Linked DNA regions of Mus musculus: all the other regions are linked to region 5. The links are chromatin contacts, called in public HiChIP or PLAC-seq and promoter capture Hi-C maps. All regions are on one chromosome and are shown on one strand. The core of a region is the stretch at or near the end of the contact, and the rest is flanking DNA. Distances in the headings are between cores, read along the strand shown.

Region 1 (2,700 bases), core at 124-2,623, 320 kb before region 5:
ATTCTTTCCTTACTGTGCTCCCGTTTCTTCCTTTTAGAATGGTAATTTATATTCTGTACCATTGTATGTTTGAAGTATGTGGTCTGCTTTTCTATTTTGATTTTGTAGGGGATTAAAGTTAGGAGATTGCCGTGAGTCTCAGACGAGGCTTTGGACTTTGGACTTGCAGACAGTGTTGAGACCTTCCTAGACTATGGAGACTTGTTGGACTGAACGCACATTTGCACTATGATGTGGCTACAAGCCTGTAGGGGCCAGGGAGTGGAATGTGGTGGTTTGAATGCCTCCCATAGACACATAGATGTGAATGCTTGGTCTCCAGGGGGTGGCGCTATTGTGAGGTGGGTCTTGCTGGGGGAAGTATGTCACTGGGGGTGGGTTTTGAGGTTTTCAAATGCTTAAGCCAGCCCAGTAACTCTCTCTTCCTGTTGCTGGCAGATCTAGATGTAGAACTTTTCAAATCCAGCACCATGTCTATGTGCAGGCTGCCATGTTTCCCACCATGATGATAATGGATTGAACCTCTGAACTGTAAACAAACCCTGTGGGGCGGTGGGCTGTGCACAGACAGCCTGGTCTCAAGTTGAGCAAAGGTCTGGAACCCCGGCGACCCTATGGGTGGTGACTTTTATCTGCATGGGATGGCATGTGTTCGGCCACGCCTCCTGGGTCCTTGACTCCTGTCTTGTAGCTTCAGCCTCCCCCCACCCCACCCCCACCCCCGCAGAGAGAGGTACGTGGCCATCACAGGAATAGCACCAAGCCCTCCCACAAGCAAATAAGGTTTCCCCAAAGCTCTCAGACCAAACCAATGAGAAATACCTGCTGTCAGACCCTTACCCATCTCAAAACTGTATATAAGAATCCTATACAGAAGGATTAGGGGTGGGAGAACTACTCTGTCGTCCAAGACTTTTGTCCTAAGAGCTGTAACACTTGAGATCTACTCTCCTGAAGCGCCGCCTGAGGCCCTGCCGCACTCCTCACTGGCTAGTCGGCTTCTCATCAGCCCAGCCTGACCCGACTCAGTGCAGGGTAGCATGGAATTACTGCATGGCGGAGACGGAGGCCCGGAAGCGGGGAAGCAATTACCCCTCCCTGACCGCATTCGCTTCCTCGCACCAGGCCTGGCCAGAGATTTCCACAGAAATCTCTGGTACTCAGGCCCACAAAACCCCAGAAGAAATGCTTTCCTTTATAAGAGTTGCCACGATCATGGCAGCTCCTCACAGCAGTAGAACACTACGACAGCTGTGTTTCTGTGTGAGAGAGAAAATGTGCTGTGGTGAGGGCGACCCACCTTTATCTCATCAGCTTTAAGAGTGGACAAAGCAGCAGAAGATGCTGCTCAGAGGCACTAAATTCTTATGTCCACAAGGTGGCACCCCATACCTGGTATGCACATTTTCACTTCCTAAGGCCAAATATATGAAGACCTTTTGCCAGAAGAGGTCGCAGAAACACCTCCCTTCCTTTCCCTACCTGTTGAGTGGGAACTGCCTTTATACGCTGTGTTAAGAATGGAGGAAGGTGATATTTCAAGCCCTCTCACTACTGTGAATTAGAAGATGGAATGGGGCCCTAGCATATCAGTGTTATACTGAAGGCTTTAGTTAGGGCACAGGGTTAGAAAAAGAAGAGGTAAATCATTTTTATCTGCAGATGGTATGATAGCATGTATTTTTATGTTTTAACTTTTTATTGCAGTGTGTGTACACATGCATGCTTGCGTGCACATGTGCATTGATGCAAACACATGCAAATGCCATTCTGTCTTCTCAAAATGTGCTGTCACCTGCGCACAGAAATCTGTACTTTCCCGCAGTGTCCCTGGTGGTTCTGGCCTCGAGTGTGCACTTATCCATTCTGTCTCTACATGGCTGCTTCAAGTTGACAGTGTTACAGGTAACATGGGGCTTGGCACTTTATTTTTGTGTCTAATTACAAATTCTATTTTTATATCAAAGAAAGCATTTCGTCAAGCTTATGGTTTCTGAGGGATACAGTTCACAGTGTCAGAGTAAAGGCCTGGCATGAGGAAAGGCACAATGATCACTGTGATCAGCAAGTAGATCACTTATATGCAGCCTCAACCTTAACCATAACTCTAACCCTGTGTCTAACCCAATTCTAATCGTAGCTATAACTGAATCTAGACTATCCCTATCCCTAATGCTAATCCTAAAACTAACACTAATGCTAATCCTACACCCAAACCTACCCTATACCTAATATAACCAATAGTCTAAACCCAAGCCTAAGCCTAAACTTAGGTCTAACCCTAACCTGAACCTAGATTAGTCCTATTCCAATGCTAAACCTAGACCTAATCTTAAATGTAGTCTATTCCATAACTATAGGCCTATCCTTTCTCCATCTTTAAGTCTACTTAGCCTTAACATTGGCACAAATGCCAGATATAACCCTAACCTGAAAGTAACCCTAACCTAACACCATTCTTAAACAATACATATTCTTCTCTTCATATAAGTGCTAACTATAAAATTAACACAGAACAAGACCAAATAGCAAACCATAGAAACCTGATACAAACAACCCTAGAAATACCCATAAAACTATTGCAACCAAAGCTGTAACACTAGCAATATCTATAATGATACCTGACCCTAAATTTAAACATATCACTACATTTATCAATACTAAAATCCTTAGCTTTATTTATGAGCATAACCAAAGAAC
Region 2 (2,759 bases), core at 35-2,534, 470 kb before region 5:
CCCATGGGTGTGGCTGTGTGTGCCTCTGTGTCTATGTGTTTCTTGTGATTTTTCTTTGGCCCTTTTCCTTCTGTTTGTTTCTTTCTATTTCAACTGGCTTGTTTTTTCTTTTTATCATATTATTACATTACATACTATTATACTACAACCCCTTAGATGCCTGCTAATTTTATTTTCTCTTCTGTGTTTATTTTGGGGTTCCTTTGTGTAGCTCTGACTGTCCTGGAGCTCACTCTATGGATCTTTGAGATGGCTTGTGTCGCCATGCCTACCTCCCAGTTTTCTAAGGAGAGACAGAAAAGAGGTCAATCTGGATGGGGGGAGGTGGGGAAGAACTGGGAGGAGTTGAGGGAGAGAAAACCATAATTAAACAATATTGTATAGAATAAACTATTTTCAATTAAAAATATTTTAAACAAAAATAAATAGATAAATAAATATATGAATAAATACCTAAATGAGTACATAAATCAATAAAAGCCAACAAGTTGGAAGATGAGGACTAACATGTAGTACAACCAATTTAAACTTATCCTCAACTAGGTGACAGATAAGTAAGACCCAGGCTCTGATTTGTTTTATTTGGCTTTGATAATTACTGGGGAGTAACCCCTAAGGTACTTTTCTAACTGCTGACCTGGCTGCCTCCCCAGCAGTGTACCCCAGATACTTGCTGTTTCTCCTGGCCACAGGCTCATGGTCCATCTCCTCTCATGATGGCTTCCTCTTTTTTTTTTTTTTTGTTCTTCCTTCTCCTCCTGGTCTCTGCTTTCTCTTCTCTACCCCCAACCTTGTAACTCAAAACCCACTTACCTCTAATCCTTCCAGTCATTGTCTGTAGCCAATTATTTTTTTAATAGTTTTTTTTTTTTAAACAAGGAACAAGATCTGCACAACAAAAGTCTGTAACTGAGAGAATTCACTCCGAGGCCTAGACCTTTTGGTACAGAATTAGCATTACAATATGTAGCAACAGACCTAACCTCAACACTAATACTCAAGGTTGCTCCTCAGATCTCTATCTGTGCTCTCTGGCACGTGCATGTATATACATGTGCTCACCACACACACACACACACACACACACACTAAAAGGAAGTGTAGGTGTAGACTCGGTTTTAAACTGGACAGTGGGTAGTCATCCCACACACAGTTCTGTCCCACTCCACAGAAACCGGGCAGAAGCTTCCCCCAGGCCAGGCTGGCAAAGCCCACCCTGGGGGTGGGGATGGGGTGGGGGTCTGTCCTGCTCTGAATCACTCTAGGCAGTGGAAAAGTGAGATGCCTCCAGAGAGGAGCCCCACCCTCATTCTGGTCCAGGTTGATTGAATCAGGCCTAGGTCTTGGCTGACTCCTTTCAGACTTCTGAGTGTGCGGTGTCTCACCCCATCCCTTTCCACTACCAACCCACTCACAGCCCAGCACTTTGTCATTTCCCATCAGAGGCTCCTCCAAGGGCCCCCACTGTCCCAAGCCACCTCATCTCACGGTCCCGTCTTAAGAACTGAGCCATAAAGGCCAAGAACATCCCAGACACACAGAAAACAATGAGTCAGCCACACCGGAAGCAAACACACAAACAGAACCAATGTCTAAGACCCACGAGCCTGAGGTGTCCTGAGACAAATTTATCCTACAGACCTTAGACGTGCAAAATGGCACCTGTAGGCTGTTTACAGAAGCCTACAATAGTTGGTTACAACTTAAATGCCCACCAGTAGGGACTAGTTGGAAATGATGCTGTATTTAAACAACAGGACCCTGCAGCTATGTAAAAGAATGGGGCAGTACTTGTTAGCATTTGTCTTTTGTGAGGTTTGTTTGTTTGTCAATTTGATACAAAGTAGAGTCATGCTGGGCATGGTGGCGCACACTTTTAATCCCAGCACTAGGGAGGCAGAGGCAGGTGGATTTCTGAGTTCGAGGCCAGCCTGGTCTACAAAGTGAGTTCCAGGACAGCCAGGGCTATACAGAGAAACCCTGTCTTGAAAAACCAAAAACCAAACCAAACCAAACCAAACCAAAAAAAACCAAGGTAGAGTCATCTAGGAAGAAAGACTGTCAGCTGAGGGATTGCCATCAGATTGGCCTGTAGGCAAATCTGTGGGGATGGTTTCTTGTGGGAGGGTCCAGCCCACTATGGGCAGTGCCACCCCTGGACAGGTGGTACCGGGGTGTTGTGCTGGTTGTTTTTGTCAACTTGACACAAACATATCTGGGAAGAGGATAATCTCAATTGAGAAAATGCCTCTGTAACACTGGCCTGTCGGCAACTCTGTGGGCATTTTCTTGATGAATATAGATATGGAAAGGCCCCACCAACTGTGAGTGCTGCCAGCCCTAGGCAAGGAGTTCTTGATGGTAATGAACAAGCAGGCTGAGCCAGCCACAGGATGCAAGCCCGTAGGCAGCGTTTCCCGTGGCTTCTGCTTTAGTTTCTGCCCCCAGGTTCCTCCCTGAGTTCCTGTCCTGACTTCCCTTCAAGCTGTAAGATGATATAAACCTGTCCTCCCTGGGTTGCTTTTGGTCATAGTATTTATCACGGCAGCAGAAAAGCAAACAAGGGTAGGGAGAAATCTTTTTGTACTGACAGAACAACCTTCAAGGTGCAAATGGTGCTAGGCGGGGTGTCTGGGGAGAATCCCTTCCCCAGGGAGAGGCAAACAACACCAGCCATCTCCTTACAAGGTCCGTTCTCTCCTGGGAACCTGCAAGTGAACTGGGTGAGGGATGACTGACAGGTTCCCGAGTGACCCCAC
Region 3 (2,700 bases), core at 94-2,593, 400 kb before region 5:
GAATCTGTGAGATCCGGGTTCAGCCAGAGACCTTGTCTAAAAAAGTTAAGGTGGAGAGGAACTAAGGAACACTCCAGAGGACGGTCGGTCGGTCTCTGGTCTCCACATGCACACACGTGTGCATATTCATGTTTACACAAACACACCACTTGCACATGAAAATTGGCTATGTAGTTGTTGTTAGCACCTCCTGGGAAAGCCTTTGAACCTCACTTTTCCAGTTCAGGCCCTGACTTTCTCTGGGGGCTAAGACGAAGCTAAAGGCTTCCCCTTCCCTATGTTAAGGTACTGTCCAGGTCAAGAAGCCACAGAACAGTCATTTTCCTTTGTGGTTTCACTTTCTACAATCTCTGATTACCTATGGTCAGTTGTGGTCCAGAAGTATTCAACAGAAAATTCCAGAAGTAATTCATGAACTCGAACTAACTAACTTGTGAGTCACATGATGAAAATTCATGCTCTTGGCCGCTTCCTGCCTGGGACATGAATCATCCCTTCTCATCCAGTGTATCCACACTGTGTCTGCTACCTACCCATAGCTCAGTCACTGTGTTATGTTGCCATGGTACCGGTATCATTGGTCCAAGAAATACACAGCTCCCTGTTTTCTAGCATCTACTATGCTGTCTTGGAAAACACCTGCACGGATTGTTAATGCTAACATGGATAAGTAGGATAGGTCTATAGTGTCCCAATGCATGCAGAGAGTAAATGTGTCATTTCCCACCCTCTCTCTCTCTCACCTGTGCTCCGGCTGGTTGCTTCTGCAGTGGGTGAAGGAACAGCAGGCTGGGTGGGCACTGGACATACACTCCTTCAAAGACAAAATATGAGTCTAGACAGGAAAGGGGCCTTCCCTCCAGTGTGAGCTGGGTTGAGGAAGACAGAAGGCAAACTGTTCCTGGCTATGGGGCTCCTGATGTGGGAGCTGGGCTAAGGCTCAATAAATTTCGATGCTGATAGCAATATATTTTGAACATGCTAAAGAGAAGGGGTAGGCGAGGAAAGGTGCTGGTCTGAGCAGTAGAAAACTGGTATTTTAGGAGGTTGTGGTCAGATCTTGTTTTGTAGAGAAGACGTGGGCAGAAAGGCGAAGGGTTCCTAGAGAGTCTCCGTTCTTGGTATGCTCTAACAGCCAAGCACACTGAGGAAGGAACAACGTGGTGTGGCCCTCCCCTGGGCCATCCATCATCTGTCCTCTCTGGATAAGGCAAGGCTGCTATGAGCTGGGCCTCCAGCGGGCCCAGGGAGGGAGTTGGTACTAATGGGCTCTTGCCTATACCTCGCTCTGAACTATGGCTGCCCTCTGAGCCTCACCCCAGTCACCCTGAGTTGGGGAGAAGGCAGTGAAGAAATACCAGGAATTCCTTATCCCTGCCCTATTCCCCCTGCTCGAGCTCCACAGCTCCCACTCCATGCCAGCCTGCACTAAAGGCAGCTGCTAATGTTTTTTGTTTTGTTCTGTTTTTCATTTTGCTTTGAGAGAAATTGCTTTCTTGTTGGCTTGCTTTGGTGTGTGTTTTTGAAATAGGGTCTTGGTGTCCAGGTTGGCCTTGAGCTTGTGACTCTCCTCATACTTCTCCTGGACTGTTAAGATTGTAGGTGTGTGTCACCATGGGGATTGTTTGTTTGTTTTTGGAGACAGGGTTTCACTGTGTAGCCCTGGCTGTTCTGGGATTCATCTGTACAGCAGGCTGGCCTCAAACCCACAGAAATCCTCCTGTCTGCCTCCTGAGCTTAGGGTTAAAGGTGTGTTCCATTACCACCTGACACCTTTTGGAGAATTTTTAAAATCTGTGGACACGTGTCTGCAGGGCTTGGTATTTTAAGCTTAAAGATGGTTCCTTGGACAGTGCAGCCTGGTCTTGAGAGTCCCTGCCTCACAGTGACTCTGTATTGTCAAAATCTTAGTTTCATCTAATATAAGCAAGCCTTACATCTCTTCCCAACCCCAAGTTAACATTGAGAAAATAATGCAAGAGGTAGAGTTGACTTGGCCTGGTCTGCAATGGAGATGCACGCGCGCGCGCGCGCGTGTGTGTGCGTGTGTGTGTGTGCGTGTGTGTGTGTGTGTGTGTGTGTGTGTGTGTGCTCATGTACTTGTATGTGTATGACAGCCAGAGATTAGTCTCAGAAGAAGCCCGCCTCACTGTTTGAGACTGGTCTTAGTGGTGCCCTCAGGCTCACTCACTGATGGACTAGGCTGGCTCACCAGTAAGCTCCTAGATCCTTCTGCCTCCACTTCCCCATTGAGATCACAGGCTTGCGGGACTTTTTACATAAATGATGAAGATGGAATGAGTCCAGGTTCTGTCCCATGCTTGCACCCCAAGCCCTTCACTGACCAAGTTATCTCTAGCCATTCCAAGATATTCTTATGTGTCCATAAATCCCAGTGGGGATTATCAGATTGGATGGATGCCAGCTGCTCAGCTGGGCACACTAACATTCCCTCATCTCCCACCCTGATTCCTAAGTTGCTTTGGTGTATGAAGGTTGGTTTGGGGTCTCCCTCCTTTGACCTATGCCTGTCTGTAGCTTTAAAATTTTGGCAGACGTTGTACTCAGTATGTTTACCTGGCATGTATCTAGCTGTTAACTTTTGTACAGAGAACCCCTCCATTTAACGTGGGGTCTTCATCCACCCTTGGCTTCCCACCTGGGAGGGGATTGTGTTAGAGACATGGACATGGACAGCAA
Region 4 (2,700 bases), core at 189-2,688, 300 kb before region 5:
GAGATTCCTTAGGAAATATTAGGTTACATAGGAATAAGGAAACAGAAGACAGACGTCTTCCTGTGAGCTGAGACAACAGAACGACGAATGCTGAGCTGCTGATTGCAGCCTTTGCAAACTGCTTGTCCCCTTCTCTGTTTCTGGAAAGGGTCACATCTGCTCCTCTCTCACCAGCATCTACTCAGACCCCAAGTTCTGTTTGCTAAAGATAAAACTGTCATTGTTTATTATTATTGTTGTTGTTTGTTTGTTTGTTTCTCTCATATAACACATCTCGACTACTATCTCCCTCCCTCTACCCTTCCCAGTTTCCCCCAAAACCTCTTCTCTATCCCAGATCGGTGGAATCCAGGATCTTCCGTTTCCCTTCAAAAAAAGAGCAGGGCCCTCAGGGATATCAACATGGCATAACAAGCTGCAATAGGATTAGATGCAAACCCTCACATCAAGGCTGGACAAGGCAGCCCAGAAGGAAGAAAGGGGTCTGAAAAGCAGGCAAAGGAGGCAGAGACAGCCAACACTCCCAACAAAACCTCTGAGTTATACAACCATAACATATACCCAGAGGACTTAGTGCACACCTATGTAGAATCTATGGTTGCTACTACAGTCTCTGTGAGCCCTTATGAGCCCTGCTTAGTTGATCATGTGGGCCATGTTCTCCTGGTGTCCTCAATCCCTCCTTGTCTGCTAGGGTTCCCTGAGCTCTGCCTAATGTTTAGGGATAAAACTGCAGATATCAGCTTCTGTAAAACTTGCTTAGTCTTGAGAAATGTATCCTTTGGGATGGGGATAAAAAAAATCACCCTAATATGGCCACAAAATTATGCCAATGCCTAACCCTATATAAACCATGAAATATTTCTGATCAGCACTGGGTTTCTTTAGGCAATAGCAACTCACTGATTAAAGAATTTTTCCTTTAATTCCTTTAATTCTCATTCAAGAAGGTTGAAGCCTGGCCTCAGTGCCTGTGCCCAGCACCTCAACACATTTGAATAGAGAGCAATTAGAAGGCAGGACAAAGGAAACTCTCCTGGGTCCTCTTGAACAATGACAACAGGGACAAAAGAAGCTGGCTACATTGTATCCTGTCCCTATTTGTTTCTCTTTGTGTCCCACATGCTCCTGGTGGAGAGTGGGGGCTGACAACCCGTGCTGATTCCTCTTGTCCTATAGCAGGCGGCTTGGACCATGCTTGGCTGCAGACCTGGGAGCTCACCTATTTTCCTCTGTTCATGAAGACCATAATATTGTCACATCTGCATGCATACAAGGTGCTGATGGCTTAAATACCTTATCTTCATTCAAACATTTTAGCTACTCTAGGAAATGGTTGTAACTCGTGGCCATTTTACAGATGAAGAAATACAGTGCATGCAGGAGCCAAGCAGCTATCAGGTTTGCACAGCTGGTATACAGTGGAAGCAGCTCCTGTTGCCATAGAAACCTTCCTCAAGGCAGAGAGCCCCTATGAACATAGCCTTCCAGGCTGAGCAGGCCAGAAGCCTGTTTTAGAAGAAGGGCTTTAGTGACAATATGCGTTCACATTTACAATCCACACTTGCCTTAAGCCCCATTGTCTTTCTTAACATTGCTACACTGTCTTAGGTTTTAAATTTAGACTTACACTTGTCTCTGTGCAGATCATCTCCTCTCCTCATTGTAAGCTACTGGAGACAGGGATTACCAGAAATTGGATACTGGGGCTGGGGAGCTGGCCTAGAAGGAAAGGTGTTTGTAGCTGATGATGCAAACTGGACCAGCTGAGCTAAAGCCCTGGAACACACATGAAGGCTCTGGCTCCACAGTTCTCCCCATGCTCATCGTGGCATGTGCACCCACATACATATCATACAGTCACCCATATATCATATCATGTACACACAGTAATACTTAAAAAAAAAGAGTCTGCTATTGTTTAGATGACTCTTAGCATTGCTTGTGTTGTATAGCAGATTCCTCTAATGTCAAAACCTTGGAGAGAAGCTCTTCAGGATGCAAGATGTTAAAATGGAGGTAAAATAACAAGGTGCTCTAAGGGAAGGTGAAATACCTCACCCTGTAGCTTGAGGACTAAACAACACAATAGCCTCAGGAAGTCCCTACAAACGACCAGACTTGCTGGGCTCCTCTTTTCGCAAGCATATATAAGCATGGGACTGCTAAGAGACTCTTAGATGGGCTGAGTCACTTGAAAGAGCCTCACAGACCAACTTAATTACCTAGAAAAACACTCCAACCCATAGAGCTGACTTCAGGCTTGGCAGTGTGCTCCAGGTTTCCAGCTTACATGACCCATGCTGGGATGGGCTTTTGTTGATGCTGCTGTCTTTGAGTCATTTCTGCTTCTAAAAATAACCCATCACTCATATTCTTGTAAGTATCCCCCCCCACAAAAAAAACTCATTGGTTCACCAAATTGGACTTTGATAATCTCCTTACAGCCTGTCATCACTTCTGTATCTGAGGTGAGCGGATGTCTCCCTAGGAATAGTGTCACACAATAGCTAGTAAATATGTTCTCCATTCCTATGTCCCCTTTGCTCCAGGATTCTATACGCATGCTCAGTACTTCAAGCTGATTGCTTGAATGAAAGAGTGATGATACACAGAGTAACTTCATTTCAGAATTTTAGGCACAAACTCTGCATATCATTTTCATCCCTCAGACTCCACTTGGCATGTTTTATGTTGCAA
Region 5 (2,700 bases), core at 128-2,627:
AAACTCCTAGTCAAAGCCTTAGATCCAACACAAAATTCAGGCCGTCCCTTTAATTTATTCAGCTGCAGGGTATCCCTCACTTACCTCTCCTGACGGCGCAGCCCCGCGACTGACCTCCTCGTAGGCGCCCACGTGCTCCCAGGTGGCCAGGAAGGCGTGGGTGGGGGTGAAGCTGGACCCCGACAGCGGGAAGCCAGTGCGCACGTAGCGGGCAGCCAGGCTCAGCACAGCTCCGGAGGTGTCCTCGCGGTACAGGATCCGGCCCCTGCTGTGACTAGTGTCGATGTCAGCCAGGAAAGGGGCGATGGCTGGGAAGTCAGTAGGAAAATCATCATCTACATATTGAGTCTCCCTGGGGAAGTCCTGGGTGGAGATGATGCCGTTGGTGCCCACCTACAATAAGACCAAGGGGCGGTGAGACAGTTCAGCAGGTAAGGGCACCTTGCCGTCAAACCCGACGACTTGAGTTCTAGGACACAAGGTGGAAGAAAAAGCCAGTTCTCTGATCTTCATACACACGAGGTGGCACGTGAATCCCCAACATTTTTAATATTTTTAAAAGGTCAAAATAGTGGTGGTCGCTCAAGCCCAAGGGCAGCCACCGTGCTCCAGTCGTACGCACCTACCGTCCACCTATTGTAGAAAATATTTCTACTCCAATCAAGGTTGAGCCACATCCAGGGTAGCAAGCTCCTATCTCACCCTCCAGTGCACTGCGACCCACAGGTGCGGCTGCTCTCGAACCGGTCCATCTTTCTCCAGTATTGCTCGCCCTTAAGATAGCTCTGCCGGCGTGCACAGTCCCCCCCCCCCCACCGCCCTAAACGCAAACCCCACTCGCAGCCTTAACTTCATCTTCCTGCCTAGAATGTCAAAGTAGAGGGGCACGGTTCCAGCTCGCCCTTGAAACGATCCTTATTCCTCCACAGTAAGGATCAAGAAGTTGCAGCGCCGCTGCTAAGCCTGGTCCCCAGAGGGGACGACAGTTAAACATGGAGGTTGTTCCACTCCCTGGGAAGAAGCTAAGAGTCCCACACCCAACCGCGCACCTCCGGGAGCTGAACTTACGTAGAGGCTGCTGAACTGGGCATCGTAGAAACGCAGGGGTATTGCCAGCTTCACAGCTGCTGAGCTTTCGTCGTCGCCCTCCGGCAGCAGCTGGTCTCCCCACGACTCCCCGTAAGGAAAGAGCTCGTCGGGACGCAGAGCCCCGACTCGCGACAGCAGCAACAGCATCACCAGCAGCGATAGCGGTGATGGCGGTGTTAGCCACCCGGCTGTCGGGTCCCGAAACATGCTCACTCCTCCCTGGCTCTGCCCTCCACTCCGCAAGTCTCTGCGGGCCACACTGCCCGCCAGACTCCAACTTGGACCTCTGGTCCGCAATACGGGCCCGCCCAGCGCGCTGATTGGCTACAGCTCTCGGCCACTGACCAATCAGCGACTCTGAGAAAGTTCGCCAGCGGCCACTACATGTGGTTCTCATTAGGTTTTCTAAGACTGCTGTAGTTTGCTGGAGTGGCCGGGCTGGAAGGTGAGGCCGTTGGCCCGGTCTGGTCTAGGCTGTCCCAACTACTCCTGGGCTACCCCCAACTCTCCAGTGTAGGCTACGACGCTGCAGGAGGTGACCTCAAGGGCTGGCAGGACCCTCGGCGCGCGTGCAGCTCTGGGCAGGAGCGACTGTGCGCACTGGGTTGGCAGAGCGAGGGAGGGTAATGAACACACTGGAGTTCGCGCCCTGCCCTAGGGTCCGGGGTACCCCTCTCGCTAGAGGCCTGGCCCTCGGATAAAGAATCAAAGGAGCTTTGTCTCCATCCGGGGGCTGCTCCGCCCCACCCAAATTTCCTGCTGAGAAGCATGCCTTTGTGAAAGGCTGACTCCTAAATTCTATCCCCAAGCGCTGGCTAACCTTTGTAAGGACACTGCCACCCTCTGAAATGTCCTCCCCAGCTGTTTGCCTTCCCTGGGGGAAACCACCCTTCAGCAGACGGTGAATCCTACTTTGTGTGACCCCCTTGAGTTGGAGCCTGGAGTGAGGCGGCCAGGCGCCGGGGCGGAACCACTGAGTGTTTCTCCCAAAGCCTGGGAGTTTAGGAACTGCCCTAGCGGGAGGCCACAGAGTCGGTAACCCGAGCTGCCCTGCAGGATGGGAAACCTTACAACCTGGAAAGCAGCTGTGCCGGTGTTGGGGAACCCCCTCCATCATAAACATCCCCTCTGGGAGCCGGATGAGATTTTATTACTATTTTATTATCAGGAGGGTGAAATTTCCCACGTACAGTCCGTTTTCTCTCGGCTTGGCCCATCCCCCACAGGCTCCTTAGAAGCAAAGGTAGTTTAAAAAAAAACTTAAAGATATAGGACTCTCAAACAGAGCTTTCTCTTTGTGTTTATCCAGCTATGTAATTCTTAAAGACCCATGGGGCCAAATACTAAAACTTCTTGAAGACACCAGACTGAAAGACTCTGAATCAACACAACAAAAAAGGCCCACAGCAGTTTGCTCCCTCTAGCTGGAGAGGGGTATGTTTGCTCTTACACAAAACAAACTCAAGTTTGCACATTTTTTTTTTCTCATTTTTCCTCTTGGGACCAAATATTTACATTTTGCTGAGGACAAAATGGTGTCTCAAAGATGTGAGATTATTTGACTTGTTCAAGGTCACCTCTTCCATCCTTCATGGATTCTTCCTCAGGCTC

The links. Promoter capture Hi-C pulls out the DNA fragments that hold promoters and counts their contacts. HiChIP or PLAC-seq counts read pairs in DNA pulled down with a chosen protein or histone mark.
Region 1: a contact with region 5 is called in a promoter capture Hi-C map of cranial neural crest. The contact joins the enhancer-like site here to the promoter of Nid2 in region 5. A contact is called at or near these places in 16 of 39 promoter capture datasets (the 3T3-L1 cell line, the C10 cell line, the HPC-7 cell line and 11 more), 2 of 15 datasets of contacts at CTCF or cohesin (embryonic stem cells and large pre-B cells), 15 of 115 datasets of contacts at active chromatin or transcription factors (craniofacial prominence, differentiating embryonic stem cells, embryonic forebrain and 6 more) and 1 of 9 other capture datasets (embryonic stem cells).
Region 2: a contact with region 5 is called in an Esrrb HiChIP or PLAC-seq map of embryonic stem cells, with 14 times the contacts expected there. The contact joins the enhancer-like site here to the promoter of Nid2 in region 5. A contact is called at or near these places in 6 of 39 promoter capture datasets (the C10 cell line, the HPC-7 cell line, cranial neural crest and 3 more), 3 of 484 Hi-C or Micro-C datasets (all in embryonic stem cells) and 13 of 115 datasets of contacts at active chromatin or transcription factors (astrocytes, embryonic stem cells, extraembryonic endoderm stem cells and 2 more).
Region 3: a promoter capture Hi-C map of the HPC-7 cell line shows a contact between it and region 5, with 3 times the contacts expected there. The contact joins the enhancer-like site here to the promoter of Nid2 in region 5. A contact is called at or near these places in 5 of 39 promoter capture datasets (the C10 cell line, the HPC-7 cell line, cranial neural crest and 1 more) and 1 of 115 datasets of contacts at active chromatin or transcription factors (astrocytes).
Region 4: a promoter capture Hi-C map of embryonic stem cells shows a contact between it and region 5. The contact joins the enhancer-like site here to the promoter of Nid2 in region 5. A contact is called at or near these places in 14 of 39 promoter capture datasets (the 3T3-L1 cell line, the C10 cell line, the HPC-7 cell line and 9 more), 1 of 484 Hi-C or Micro-C datasets (embryonic stem cells), 10 of 115 datasets of contacts at active chromatin or transcription factors (differentiating embryonic stem cells, embryonic stem cells, neural tube and 1 more) and 1 of 9 other capture datasets (embryonic stem cells).

The regions. Positions count from the first base shown.
Region 1 is chr14:20,066,209-20,068,908 of GRCm38.p6, reverse strand. No RefSeq gene overlaps it. Among named protein-coding and RNA genes, the nearest start is that of Saysd1, 16 kb to the left of the region's middle. Within about 2 kb of position 1,373, at least 28 of the 459 cell types and tissues checked have an H3K27ac peak or open chromatin away from gene starts, as enhancers often do. A contact at or near this core is called in differentiating embryonic stem cells, where this site is marked.
Region 2 is chr14:20,215,661-20,218,419 of GRCm38.p6, reverse strand. No RefSeq gene overlaps it. Among named protein-coding and RNA genes, the nearest start is that of Kcnk5, 35 kb to the right of the region's middle. Within about 2 kb of position 1,284, at least 32 of the 459 cell types and tissues checked have an H3K27ac peak or open chromatin away from gene starts, as enhancers often do. A contact at or near this core is called in embryonic stem cells and stem cell-derived epiblast-like cells, where this site is marked.
Region 3 is chr14:20,152,959-20,155,658 of GRCm38.p6, reverse strand. The region is part of intron 1 of Kcnk5 (potassium channel, subfamily K, member 5); the gene reads left to right. Among named protein-coding and RNA genes, the nearest start is that of Gm52125, 17 kb to the right of the region's middle. Within about 2 kb of position 1,343, at least 67 of the 459 cell types and tissues checked have an H3K27ac peak or open chromatin away from gene starts, as enhancers often do.
Region 4 is chr14:20,047,064-20,049,763 of GRCm38.p6, reverse strand. No RefSeq gene overlaps it. Among named protein-coding and RNA genes, the nearest start is that of Saysd1, 35 kb to the left of the region's middle. Within about 2 kb of position 1,438, at least 55 of the 459 cell types and tissues checked have an H3K27ac peak or open chromatin away from gene starts, as enhancers often do. A contact at or near this core is called in differentiating embryonic stem cells and embryonic stem cells, where this site is marked.
Region 5 is chr14:19,749,934-19,752,633 of GRCm38.p6, reverse strand. It overlaps Nid2 (nidogen 2), which reads right to left and starts at 1,377. Exons shown (of 21, transcript NM_008695.2): 1 at 1,069-1,377; 2 at 85-393. The coding sequence starts at 1,296.